3 separate regions of the Zea mays genome follow, and regions 2 and 3 are each linked to region 1. A link is a contact called in public Hi-C data. All regions are on one chromosome and are shown on one strand. Each heading gives the region's core, a stretch centred on a gene start, on an enhancer-like site or on the middle of the called end of the contact. The rest is flanking DNA. Distances are from core to core; before and after follow the strand shown.

Region 1 (3,953 bases), core at 1,351-3,850:
CCACGGAGCCAAACAAGTCAAGAAACATAACGCATACCAAAGCATAAATGAACGTGAACTAAAAGGAGACAATAAAAGTGTAAGATGCAAACACCAGTATGCATGTTGAGATTAGAAATGAACCTTTCTTTCCATTGAATCTTTTCTCATCAGGGATGCCATCTCGTCGGTACTGATCCAACTGCACTTCAACTTCCTCTGGAGTTGCTTTGTGTTTCTTAACAATTGCTTTCGCCTCATCGTACAGGCTACTCCGAGCTCCGTGTTCCGATAACGCTAGAGAAGAGTTTGAGCGCCACAAAAGGGCTTCAAGGACTCCCAATGGGTCTCTCCGGAACTGAGATTTTGAATCCACCCAAATTGAGTACCGCGCCATTGGGAAGAGGCGATGGCTTATCAGCTGAAAAGGAACATTCACCAAAAACGGAGTCAGTAATTAAAAACTGATAATAGTATGCAGCAGTATAGAAACACTGATACTAATATATGTGCTATTTTTCTCTTGTTCGGGAATACCAGAGGGCAAAGACTAAAACAGAACATCAGTACACTGCATTCTGTTTTCTCTACAACAAAAGACACAATGAAAATTTCCAACTTCTACCTTAGGAATTTTCCCATTCAACCGTTGATCTGAGAAAGGAAGATCGCTAACAAGAATGATCCGCCATAGGCCAATCACGAGGTCTTCACTGATCGTGTGTCCTTCCTCCTCTTGAGCTGCACGGGTGACTTCATCCCAGAAAGCTACATAGCAAACCTATAAAAAAATCCCAAGCATATGTCAACAAACAGGGAAAAACAACTGAAGATAATAGCCTCCAATACAAGAGTGACAAGATACCTTTCTGATGGAATTTTCGGTCATCCCTATAGGCTGATGAAGGTCGTCACCTCCACCAAATGCACAAGTTGCAACAACTACTTCACAGGATCTCATATATTCTCTGTCAACATCAGAAACTCTGAACCCTCCATTTTCATTATAAAAGCCACAGTGCACTGTCACACTTTTCTTCATCTGTAACATTCAGTCACAATGTCATAGGAATTGCATGCATTAAAAGTTTAAAACAATATAATTAAACATACATTGTAAAAATGTGATTCTACTTTGTGGGTGGTTGCCAAATGGGAACACGGAGATACATGCCACCTTCTATCTAAAGATTGTAAACTGGAACCAATTACATATCATGGTTCCGTACTTTCAACAGATTGAAGTTTCTGAGTAACTAGAACATCTGAGGCGATATCCAAAGACTCACTGAAATGTAAATGCTCAAAAAGTTAACCTTGAAGCTTTCTTCTCGTTCAGTGAGTGTCTGGTATCCTGTGAACAAGTTGAACCGGGAATTCTCTGTATGTGGTGGTGTATCATTGACGATATGGGGCAGACTTGATCTGTACAGAACTTCCTTCATCGACAAATTTGTTTCAGGAATTTCTGGAAGTTCCAAATTTTGAAGCTTCTCAGGATCAAGAAACTTCAGGCATGCTGTAAGTGCAACAATGCTTTAATTATAAGCAGAGTACATGTCTTAGTTATTGTATCGTGAGATTCTACAAGTGCAAAAAAAGGAATGCTACATAAAAGGAAACAGAACTTTGTTATAACCATAAGAAACCAGAATGATCAGTAAAATATGTGAGCTAAAAGTACTAAACAAAGAACACTTTAGCTTCAGTTTTTGCTCGTCCAGGTCGAAACAGTACAGTATTGTAAGTCCCTCTCCAGATTACTTTAGCCAACCAGCATTATTAACAGCTGTTCTCGGTTTTATACATAACCTGGTGCGGAAACAAATCTGAGATTGTTTGTGCCCAACTCATCACTGTAGCAACATTAGATTTGCAGATCGCAGGTGGATATTACACAATAAAGACTAGGAGTAACAAATCAGATAATATCAACCACACCACCAAGACCTCAACGTCAACATATATAAAACTAATAATGGAATTAAGCAGGTCTACATTTGTACCCTAATAAAAAAATCATTTTACTAGTTTACTGTAAACAAACAGACAACTGAACGAACTGAGCACAGCATTATAATACAGTCACAGTACGCATTCACGAATTAAAAGTACCAAACAAATAATTATACTAAGACGCGGCTCTATCGACAGGAATTATGAGGGTTTAAGGATCGAGTGTGGGCTTACACTTCCTGGCGCCATCGGCGGCGCGGGCGTTGCGGGAGAGGCGGCTGATGTCCGCGAAGGACGGCGGAGGCAGTGTGGAGGAGCGGGAAGGCGTGAGGCGGTAGGACTCGTAGAGGAGGAGGCACACGGCGAGGGCGGCGAGGAGGAGCGGCACGCCCAGCCGCGCGGCGCGGAAGAGGATGCGGCGGCGGCGCGCCGAAGCGGATGCGGGGCCGCGGGAGCGCTTGCGGCGGACGCGGACGCGCACCTTGCCGGTGGCCTCGTCGTCGTCGGAGACGGAGATGGAGATGCCATGGATCAGCGACGACGAGGACGGCATGGCAGGGGCCCGAAGCTGCGGGGAGAGGAGTGGGCACGGCACGGAGGGCGTGGGGTCAGGGGGGGAGGGACTGTTGCTCTTCACTGGTGTCCAAAGTGCTCTGTGTTGGGATGGGCTGCGTCATTCCGGATGGTATGCTTTTGGGTTGAGTTGGGCTGGGCTGGGCTGCGTCATTCCGTAATCCGGATGGTATGCTTTGGTCTACGCGGTGTTTTTCTGTGTTTTTTCTCTGTTGGCACATCATGAGCAGTTTTTTTTTGTCCTGTGTTTTGTGTGTAGTATAAAACCAGAAGTGCTAGAAACGAGCAGATCATGATTCACCGGCTTCCATTCTTCATCTAAAAAATCCTCCATTTTCATACTATCTTTCATACTGGTGTCTTGTGCCAATCGAGTTAACATCCGTTCTTTATAAGGCCTTGTTCGTTTCTATCGAATTGATCGAATTGCAACTGTAATCGTTCCAGCTAATCAAAGTTTATATAAATTAGAGAAACAATTCGGTTAGGAATCGTTCCGATCCATCAATCCGACACAAACGAACAAAGCCTAAAGCACTTCATTCTTGAGGTGTTTGGAATGGTTCCAAATTTCAGCTCTATCCTAAACAGTATACTTTACTAGCCTGCCAATTAAAAACAAGTTCCACCAATGCAGAATATATTTGACCAACAGAGCTGGAGAACTGGGGCCGCTTGCGTGCCTTCCTTTTAATTTGGGAGCAAAGATGCTGCAGAGGATTGAAGAGGCTAAAATCTCGATTTTAGTCCATCCAATCCTCTTCTAAACAAGCACGAGTATCTCTAATCCCTTGTCAGCAAATCTTCTGACTTCAGAGGAACTCTGTTGGCATTGCTGATATTCTTCAGTTCTTCACTAAGGTACGGGCTAACGGGCAACGCCAAGGCAAATTGCCTGGGCCCCTGGCCTGACTCCTGAGAGACCACCCCCATGTACTTTCACAAAGACGTCATAGTTGTTCTCAAACCCTAGAGTCATCAAGGGTACATTGCAGTACTCCGTCCACATTGGATTTCCCTGCAGAAGTGCAGATATAACCCTGCATATTTCGAAACAATTCAGTAAGCACAGTTGATCAAACAAACATCTTCAACTAGGCCAGTTGACATGATTGAATTTGCGCTTCCAGTTCACAATAATAATAGGTGTGTCATGTTGTATGCTTGTGCAAACCAGCCTGATAAGAAAACGGCTGGAAATTAACCTCTAGGTCAGCGGTATGTAATCCTGTAGACATTTAGGGAGTTTATAAACTGATGATACCACAGTTTGTGCTATCTATCCAAATTGCAGATAATACTTATCATGACTGCAATGCAACTACTTTCTGAAACAGAAAAGAATTGTTCCCGACATTCCCCAATCACTCTCCCCGAGTCAGCACGATGGTCCCCACTCCACTGCAGCTACCACGTCGCAACGCAATCTGGTTCTGTGTCACTCA
Region 2 (3,714 bases), core at 460-2,959, 130 kb before region 1:
CTCGTTTCCTTCCTTATCCAGAAAGGCGAAGTGAGGAATGCCTTCCACCCCGAACTCGTCAAGCTCTTGCTCCCACTTCGTGTTGTCAACATTCAGCATCACAAAATTGACACGGTCCCTGGAAAGAACGCTCGAGATGTGTAAATAGGATTGGCGAGAATCGGATAAATAAAGGCAACGGATTCGAAGATGGTCTTCGTAAAAAATAATTGTGTTTTGACGATCTTGGTCAACAGAAGGTCCAATCAAGTGCGGTTAATAGGATAGGCAACATGATAAAATCATGGAGAAGCATTGCTTCTATGAAATGAGCCACAGTTGTTATTTGAGGTTTAAAGTGCAAAAATGTGAAAAGTGGTCTGAAAACACGTTACTTGTATTGCTGTTCCACTTTGTAGATATCCGGAGCTAATTCTCTGCAGACCTCGCACCAGTCTGCATAAAACTCAACCACAGTGGGCCTGCCATTTGAAAGAGCCTGCGGATGGATTTATCAGGTTAAGTTTCATATACATTCATGGTGAAGAAAAACATCTACAGAATAATGTGATTCCAGCTTAGCAGGGTTTTTGGTCAAAATAAATTTGACAGTCAACAAAATGGAATAGATTAATAAGAAAATGCTAGTAACATATGGCAGGAACTAGATGAATCACGTATCAAACAAAGAATACCAATACGACTTGAAGTAACCGAAGATGCATGGATTCAGTAACAGGGCAGAGAAAAAGAAGAAAAATACATTGCTTTGTCTACTGAAATTATTACTTTCCACTTTTCCAGTCAGTTACTATTCTGCATATCATGAACAACAATTGCAAAGAATGATACAGTAACACCACCGTTTGTAAATACCAGCCAATCACTTTTGTTTTTGGAAACCAACCAATTAACTAAATAAACACAAAGCGTAGTATTGGTTCGAGTATATGAACTCTAGCATTTTCACCAGGCACATAATGCACATCAAGGACAAAAATGCTGACCTCTTCATATGGAACCGAATTGGCTGCAAGATCTTTAAGAGATGCCTCGCTAAGATTGAGCCTCTGGGATGCAAACAGAGCCACCGCTCCAAGAGTGGACAGTAGTGCTACCCTTCTGTTGAGATCCTTATTCGGGAGAGCTGGAAGCCCAGCATCCTCGGGTGTACTAGTCGGAGCATCTTCTTGGATAGATTCAGCTTTCACAGCCTGCTCATCCTGTGGAAGGAAAATACCACGTCAGTGCGTCAGTCCATACTTCTCAATGGGTGATTGAGGTATAACCAAGCAAGAGTATTGGCTCAAGACTGCAAAATCCCAGTAACTTGTTTCTGCCTTCTACCATCTACACAGGTTGGGACTTGGAAGAGTATTGACTTAGTAGACTAGGTTTTCCTCGTAATTGCTTTGGAAAATAATAATTTCCACAGCTTCATTTTGTATGCAGGGAAATAACTTGAGGTAGGTGGGTCTTTGGTGTGCTAAGAAAACGCACCGTCTGTGGCTCCGCGGAGTCGGGCGGCGCGACGCAGGCGAGGGGGGTCCTCGGCCGGCGCAGGCCCCACCGCGGCCGCAGACGGAGCGAAGAGGACGGACGGGAGCAGCACCGTGCTCCGGCGAAGCTTGGCGGGAGGAGAAGGCCGTAACACCTCGCGGAGGCCACGCTCGCCATTTCTTTCGCTCTAGACTAGATTTTGCAGCTCTGCTGCTTCGGGTTCGGGCTCGCAGCAGAGTCAAACCCGGAGAGGCGGAGGAGAACTGGAGAAGGATGATGTGGGTGGCCAGCGTGGCGCCACGCAGCCCGGAATCGTGCGATGCATGAGGACTGGGCAATTATGGGCTTTGGAAAGGCCCAACACGTAAGGCAGAGAAGCAGTAACCCAATCGGTCCATACCGCACAAGCAACACGCGATCGGTCCAATAGGGATGATATGTCCGGCCTAATAAAAGAATAAAAGCACGTACCGGCCCTTCTTTTTTCATCAAAGCTTTTTTATCGTACAAATAAACAAGTTCGTACCTTCCAACGATATTTATCATATTTTATATAGTTATGTAGATGATTTGTGACTTAAAAATTTATCAAACAATCATGCCATGCATTTCAATTCGTCCCAGTATTGAACTTAACAAATATGTTGCGACACGTGGCAATCTAAACACATCTGCACATGAATCTTAAAGATTTATCCAAGGATCGTATTATGTTTTATGCGTTTGTATGAAAAAAAGGTCTATTTTACCTCTCTGGATTACGTCACAGTCTACCACTCTCAACCTCTAAAAACAAATATCTTACTCATCGGCCTCTCGAAACTATTCAAATCACCTCTTCGCCCTACTTTAAAGGGGGTTTGAAGACAACTTTGGTATTTTCGGTACTTTCTATAAAAGCTCGATAAGGATATTAGAACAAAAAAACATCTAAACTTTTAAACATTGTAAAATAAAAGTCTTAAGATAGGTTGGGATGAAATAAAATATCTAGAGCTCATGGAAACACTTTTAAAAACTTTTAAAAAAGATTTATCTATAGGAAAACAAAAAAAAAATCTAAAGCATATAAATTTCATTCTAATAACATTCTAGCATGTTTTGAAAAACTTTACATAACCAAAAGACACAACCATCATAAATGCATTTAATATCAATGTATGTGACATTCATGCTGGTTGTATATATTAATTTCACAATGCAGAGTTATAAACTTGGTTATCCATTGATTAGAAAAGTATTGTTAGTTAGTTTCCTGTCTTTTTAATATATTTGTCTCAATTTGTTAGAGCTAGATGTTTTTTTTAAAATTACTTTTGGGTATATTTTCATGAATTATAAATATTTACTAGTACTCTTTATATTGTAATCTAACCCTGTAACTTTCGTCCGTACTCTTAGACGGTTAGAAACGTCTTCTGTGGTATAAAAACAGTATCAAGTACCCCCTCCGTTTCTTTTTATTTGTCGCTGGATAGTGTAATTTTGCACTATCCAGCGACAAATAAAAAGAAACGGAGGGAGTATTCATTATTTTTTAATACAAAAAAATGTATTTAAAACTACTAGATTATTTGGACTGGTTTGAGAGCCGAGGATCTAAAGTTGAAGGATAAATGGGGACGAAGAAACACACGATAGGCAGCCCAACCGGCTCATCCCACCGAGCCCCGCATAGCGAAGCCCAATAAATGAGGCTAAGATTTACGGCCCAGTGAGCTGAACGCACGGATTTAGGGTCCCGGTCTCCCGGCGCGCGCGCATCGCTCGCCCTGCCCGCTCAATCATAAGATAGGCAAGCGGGAGGTGCCAGCGATTGCGATGCCGCACGCGATCATTGTGTCGCTCGTTCGTTGCCCACAATTTGCCACGCTTGCGTGCCATCAGTGCGAGCTGGGCTGCCTTGTCGTCTCCGCATGCCCCGTTGCTTGTCGCGGCCCCGTCGTCCCTGATCCTGCCAACCTGCTCGCACGAAAACAATTAATCGAGACAATGACTGGATCGAAACGAGCTGGTCGGCCAATGATGGGCAGTGGTTGTGGGATCGATGCTTAGTTATCTGCCAGACACGACTAGATCTTGCCAGCGTCTTCTGAATCTCTAGCCACTAGCCAGCCAGCCAGCCGGCCGGCGGCCGTGATGCGTGTCTCTGCACGCCATGCATGCCGCCGTTGGTCCTGATCATTCCACAAATGCAGCCAATCCCCATGTGAGCCTACAGCGGATCACTAACCG
Region 3 (4,111 bases), core at 350-2,849, 200 kb after region 1:
AGTCTGCGTCAAAGATGGCAACAAACTCGTAATCCTTCACGTAGCTGCAGCTCATGGCCGACTTGAGGTTTCCAGCCTTGTAACCATCCCTCAACACACGGTGCCTGTACACAATCCGGGCACCTTGCTGCTGCCATTTGGCCACCTCTTCTCTGATCAGAGCCTGTGTCAGTAGGTCATCGGAGTCATCCAGCACCTGGACCAAGAAGCTGGATTTCGGCCAGTCAAGGTTGCACACGGCCGCAATTGATTGTTGATACACCTGAACAAACCCAACAGCAAACCAATTGTCAAAAAAAAAAGACTGGAAGGTAGGTGACTAAAACTGCTTATTTAGAGCGAGAAAGACAACTGCACCAACCTCCTTCTCGTTGCACATTGGTATCTGGACAAGTACCATGGGGTAGTACCCGGCATCGGGGTCCTCCGCATCAGGTAATGCCGGGGACTTCGGCTCGGGCTTGATGCGCTTGACGCGGATGTAGAAGCAGCCAAGGCACAGGATGAGGCGGTCGGCGCTCTGGACGAGGAAGAGCACGACGCAGGCGTCGGTGAGGAACTGTATCCCCGGCGCAACGTAGGCGGCGCGGAAGCGCAGCCAGGAGGCGTACAGCGACTCGAGGCCGAGGGCGGGGAGGGCGAGCGCGGAGGCGGCGAGGTCCCAGCCGTTGATGTACGCCGCGACCTCGACGGCCAGCAGGAGCAGGGAGACGACGAGGAAGGCCCTGATGAAGGCGTAGAACCCGGAGCGCACCACGGGGCTCTCGCCGGCGACGGCCAGCACGCCGGCGTCGGCGTCGGCGTCGGCGTCGGTCCTCCCCGCGGCCACCCTGCGCCTGGCCGCGGCGCCCAGCGCGACGGCGGCGGAGGCCAGCGAGGCGAGGCACCCGGCGGCGCGGTGCGCCTTGAGGAGCAGCACCCACCTGATCTGCTTGGCGTTCTTGGTGCGGGCCCCCTTGCGGCGGCGGCCGCCGGCGGCGGCCAAGATGTCCTCGTCGTCGTCGTCGTCCTCCGGAGACGAGATCTCGGAGATCGACCAGTTGGGGTTCTCCATCTTGACCACCACCGGCGTGCCCCGGTAGGCGTCGCCGCCGGCCTTGCCGCCCCACAAGCCGCTGCACGGCGCCATCAATGGCCGGTCCAAGAAAGCCGCCGCGTCCGCCGGCCTAGGCCACGCCTCTCCTTCTCTCTCCCTTCTCACGAAATAGCCACTCTATCCGCCAAACGCTAATCCTGGGCTTCCCTTCCTTTTTGGCTCCGCTAACTGCACTCCAATGCCAGTCTCTCTTCTCACAGGAAAATCCCCAAGGTTACTTACTAGTGCTAGTGGTACTCTGCAGAAGCTCCGCTCCACTTCTGTTTGTGAGTGGGCTTATGAACAAGAGAAGAGGATGGGGGGAGCTGCGCTGGTGAGTCTGAGCGGAGGGAAGGTGACGAAGGACTGGGAAACAGCTCAACACGTCTTGGGAGAGAGAGAGTCGAGAGCTCGGTCGGACGGGAAGCCCACAATACTTTCGATGTTCGCTTGTCCTTCCGCGTGTCTGTGGTTTTTCGCAGCGACTAGTTTTGGTTGAGTATTCCTTCTTCCGGCCTTGGTTTGGTAAGGCTTTTAAGTAGGGCGTTAATTACGCGGCTTCTGTGGGTTAGACATGGCATGGCAGGTGGTGGAGGGCAAAAGAAGAGGAAACATTAGGATAAGAGATCCTTTCGTGGCATCTTTGGGCACACGTGGATTAATCCATTTAGGTAGAGGTCCTTTCGGGTGCGTTTGTTTCCAAGGGTGAGATGAGATAAAGCCGCTCCATTAATCCATTATACATTTGGTCGGAGAACCAACGGAGTTTTTAGAATAGAGCGACTCTAAATCAGAAACATTTCCATATGATTTAGATCGAGCTCGCTCCAAAATAACGGTTGAACGAAGCCATTCTACTTCACCTTTTTTTTGCAGTCGGCCCTAACGGAAAATAGAATAATTTCACCTCACCGTTAAAATCTAGGATAGAGCCGCTCCGGTGTCTAAATCTGAAATAGAACCGCTTTAATTCTATGGCTCTTCAATCAAACGGACCCTCCGAAAAGAAATTTACATTTCCCTAAACACTTACATGTAGCCGTCTGAACTAGCTAGCAGACTGCTAATAGAGTGCTTGGGTGATCCATGGACGAGGATTACCAGCCTCGTGACGCATTTAAAACTATCGTTTGGACTGCGCGGGAACGCCAAGTACGTGAGCAACGAGAGGAGGACCAGTACCAGGTGGCCTCGAGCCGCGACGAATATTCGCTTGTTTATATAGTACTGTCCAAACGTCAACGGCAGAGATATGCCCAATGTTTCTTTCTTTTCTTTTCTTTTTGGTTCGAATTTTTAATTCTCCGACTACTAGTATACTAGTGCAGTGCCATTTCCCAGAAAAATTCCTTGCCCCTCTCTCGTTCCACGTGCTAAACGACGGTTTAATATAGCTAAGTACTCCCTCCGTTTCTTTTTATTTGTCGCTGGATAGTGTAAAATTGCACTATCCAGCGACAAATAAAAAGAAACGGAGGGAGTATGCTTTAAGGGCGTATCAAATGGCTAACCAAATATTAGTGCTGAGATAAATTACTATTTTTATTGTTCTCTTAGCTCCAACTTCAACTAGCTATTCAAGATAACCATCGATGGACGCCTCGGTGTGACGTCGTTCCAATAGGCCCCCTTCATAACATGTGCGTTACTGCGTTAGTATGTTTGATCGATCGCGTTTGGTTCTGTCACGAACTGGTACTAGTGGTAAAAGCTTGAGCTCTGTGATCAGTGTCACATCACACATCGGTATCGGGCTATCAGACAAGGGGAAGAAGACGATCTGAGAGAGGCTAACGACATGTCGGTGGCAGCAGTCTAAAAGTGGCGGCAGAGAGCAAACAGAGGAGCGGCGGACAGGTTCTTCGGTTGCACGCCCAAGAGCTCTCTTTCCTCCTTGCCGTCGCCGAGCTGAAGGTAGCGACCGAATCCGATCGGCACGGCTGTGAACCTTATGCACGCATGAACTGATTTAAATTCCACGTGCTGTTGTTGCCCGCGCCCACCCCGTCTCGGTCGGTTGGCTCCAGGCGCGCGACCGACCCACATGCCGGCCGGGAACGCCGCACGTGAGTGTGACTGTGAGAGCGAGGCCACCTACAACGACATCTGCTGTGTGGTGCTCGCTGTCGCTAGCTTGTTCGTTACATTACTTGTTCGTTTCCCGTTCTGACAGCGACATTATTGTCAGCTTTGTACCCCCTTCGGTCACATGAGTCCGTCGTTCTAGAGCTTGTTCTGAGTCATTCTAATTAAATTTTAACGGATAATACATGTAAAATCATACTGTTTTAAAGTAAAGCATAGTAGGACTGATGATGGATTTAGTGAGTTTACTTTTATGTTATAAAATCTTATAAAATGTCTAGCATATTCGGTCAAAGTTAATAATAATTGATTTAGGGCAAGTCCACGCAAACTCAGTGTGGACTGAGCGAATTTACGTTGACTTTAACAAGATACAATATAGATTATGTTATGGTTTTCCTATAATGGACTAGGAAATGTATCTGTATAACAATCCACGTACATGTAAGTCTATTCTTGGTCTACATAATACGCGGTAGCTGATGGTAAATTTATTCTTGGCGAAGGAGCGAGGACAAGGAGGCAGGCAGAGGAACCGTGCGGTGCGGCAGGGGAAAAGTGCCTGAACCTAGGGGTCTTTCCGCTTGCAATGTCACGTAACACAACACATGCCAAATCGGCAATTAACAGCAGGCCCCGCCTCGCCTTGTCGTCACCTCCACTGTGGCACTGTGCAGATAAGTCTCTAGCCTGTCTGCGTGGGCCCAGTTCCGGCCGTGACCTCGCCGCTGCCAGCACACCCTCGCCGACGCGTAGTCTAGCTACTCTCGTCGTCCCACGCCCTCACCGCCCGCCGCGAATGCAGGTGTTCACGCGGGAAGAGACACGGCTACACAAGTGTCCTGCCAAAATGCGATCCAGCGTTTTGCCATATTACATTTTGGGGGCATCCGGAATGCGAACCTAAGCGTCATGGCATATCCTTTCTTTACTTGAAAAAAAAAGTAGCGA

The links. Hi-C and Micro-C count contacts between places; a contact is called where the count stands out from the background.
Region 2: a Hi-C map of tassel shows a contact between it and region 1, with 2.4 times the contacts expected there. The contact joins the promoter of LOC100285864 here to the promoter of LOC100285443 in region 1. A contact is called at or near these places in 3 of 25 Hi-C or Micro-C datasets (ear, seedling and tassel) and 1 of 3 datasets of contacts at active chromatin or transcription factors (leaf).
Region 3: a contact with region 1 is called in a Hi-C map of bundle sheath, with 2.8 times the contacts expected there. The contact joins the promoter of LOC103625842 here to the promoter of LOC100285443 in region 1. A contact is called at or near these places in 2 of 25 Hi-C or Micro-C datasets (bundle sheath and tassel).

Annotation. Positions count from the first base shown.
Region 1 is chr5:6,138,380-6,142,332 of Zm-B73-REFERENCE-NAM-5.0, reverse strand. LOC100285443 (EMB2756) reads right to left here and starts at 2,600. Exons shown (of 6, transcript NM_001158336.3): 1 at 2,170-2,600; 2 at 1,296-1,498; 3 at 845-1,021; 4 at 605-760; 5 at 124-400. The coding sequence starts at 2,488.
Region 2 is chr5:6,271,047-6,274,760 of Zm-B73-REFERENCE-NAM-5.0, reverse strand. LOC100285864 (thiol disulfide interchange protein txlA) reads right to left here and starts at 1,709. Exons shown (of 5, transcript NM_001158754.2): 1 at 1,480-1,709; 2 at 987-1,202; 3 at 375-478; 4 at 1-118. The coding sequence starts at 1,656.
Region 3 is chr5:5,937,051-5,941,161 of Zm-B73-REFERENCE-NAM-5.0, reverse strand. LOC103625842 (probable xyloglucan glycosyltransferase 9) reads right to left here and starts at 1,599. Exons shown (of 4, transcript XM_023300102.2): 1 at 362-1,599; 2 at 1-262. The coding sequence starts at 1,129.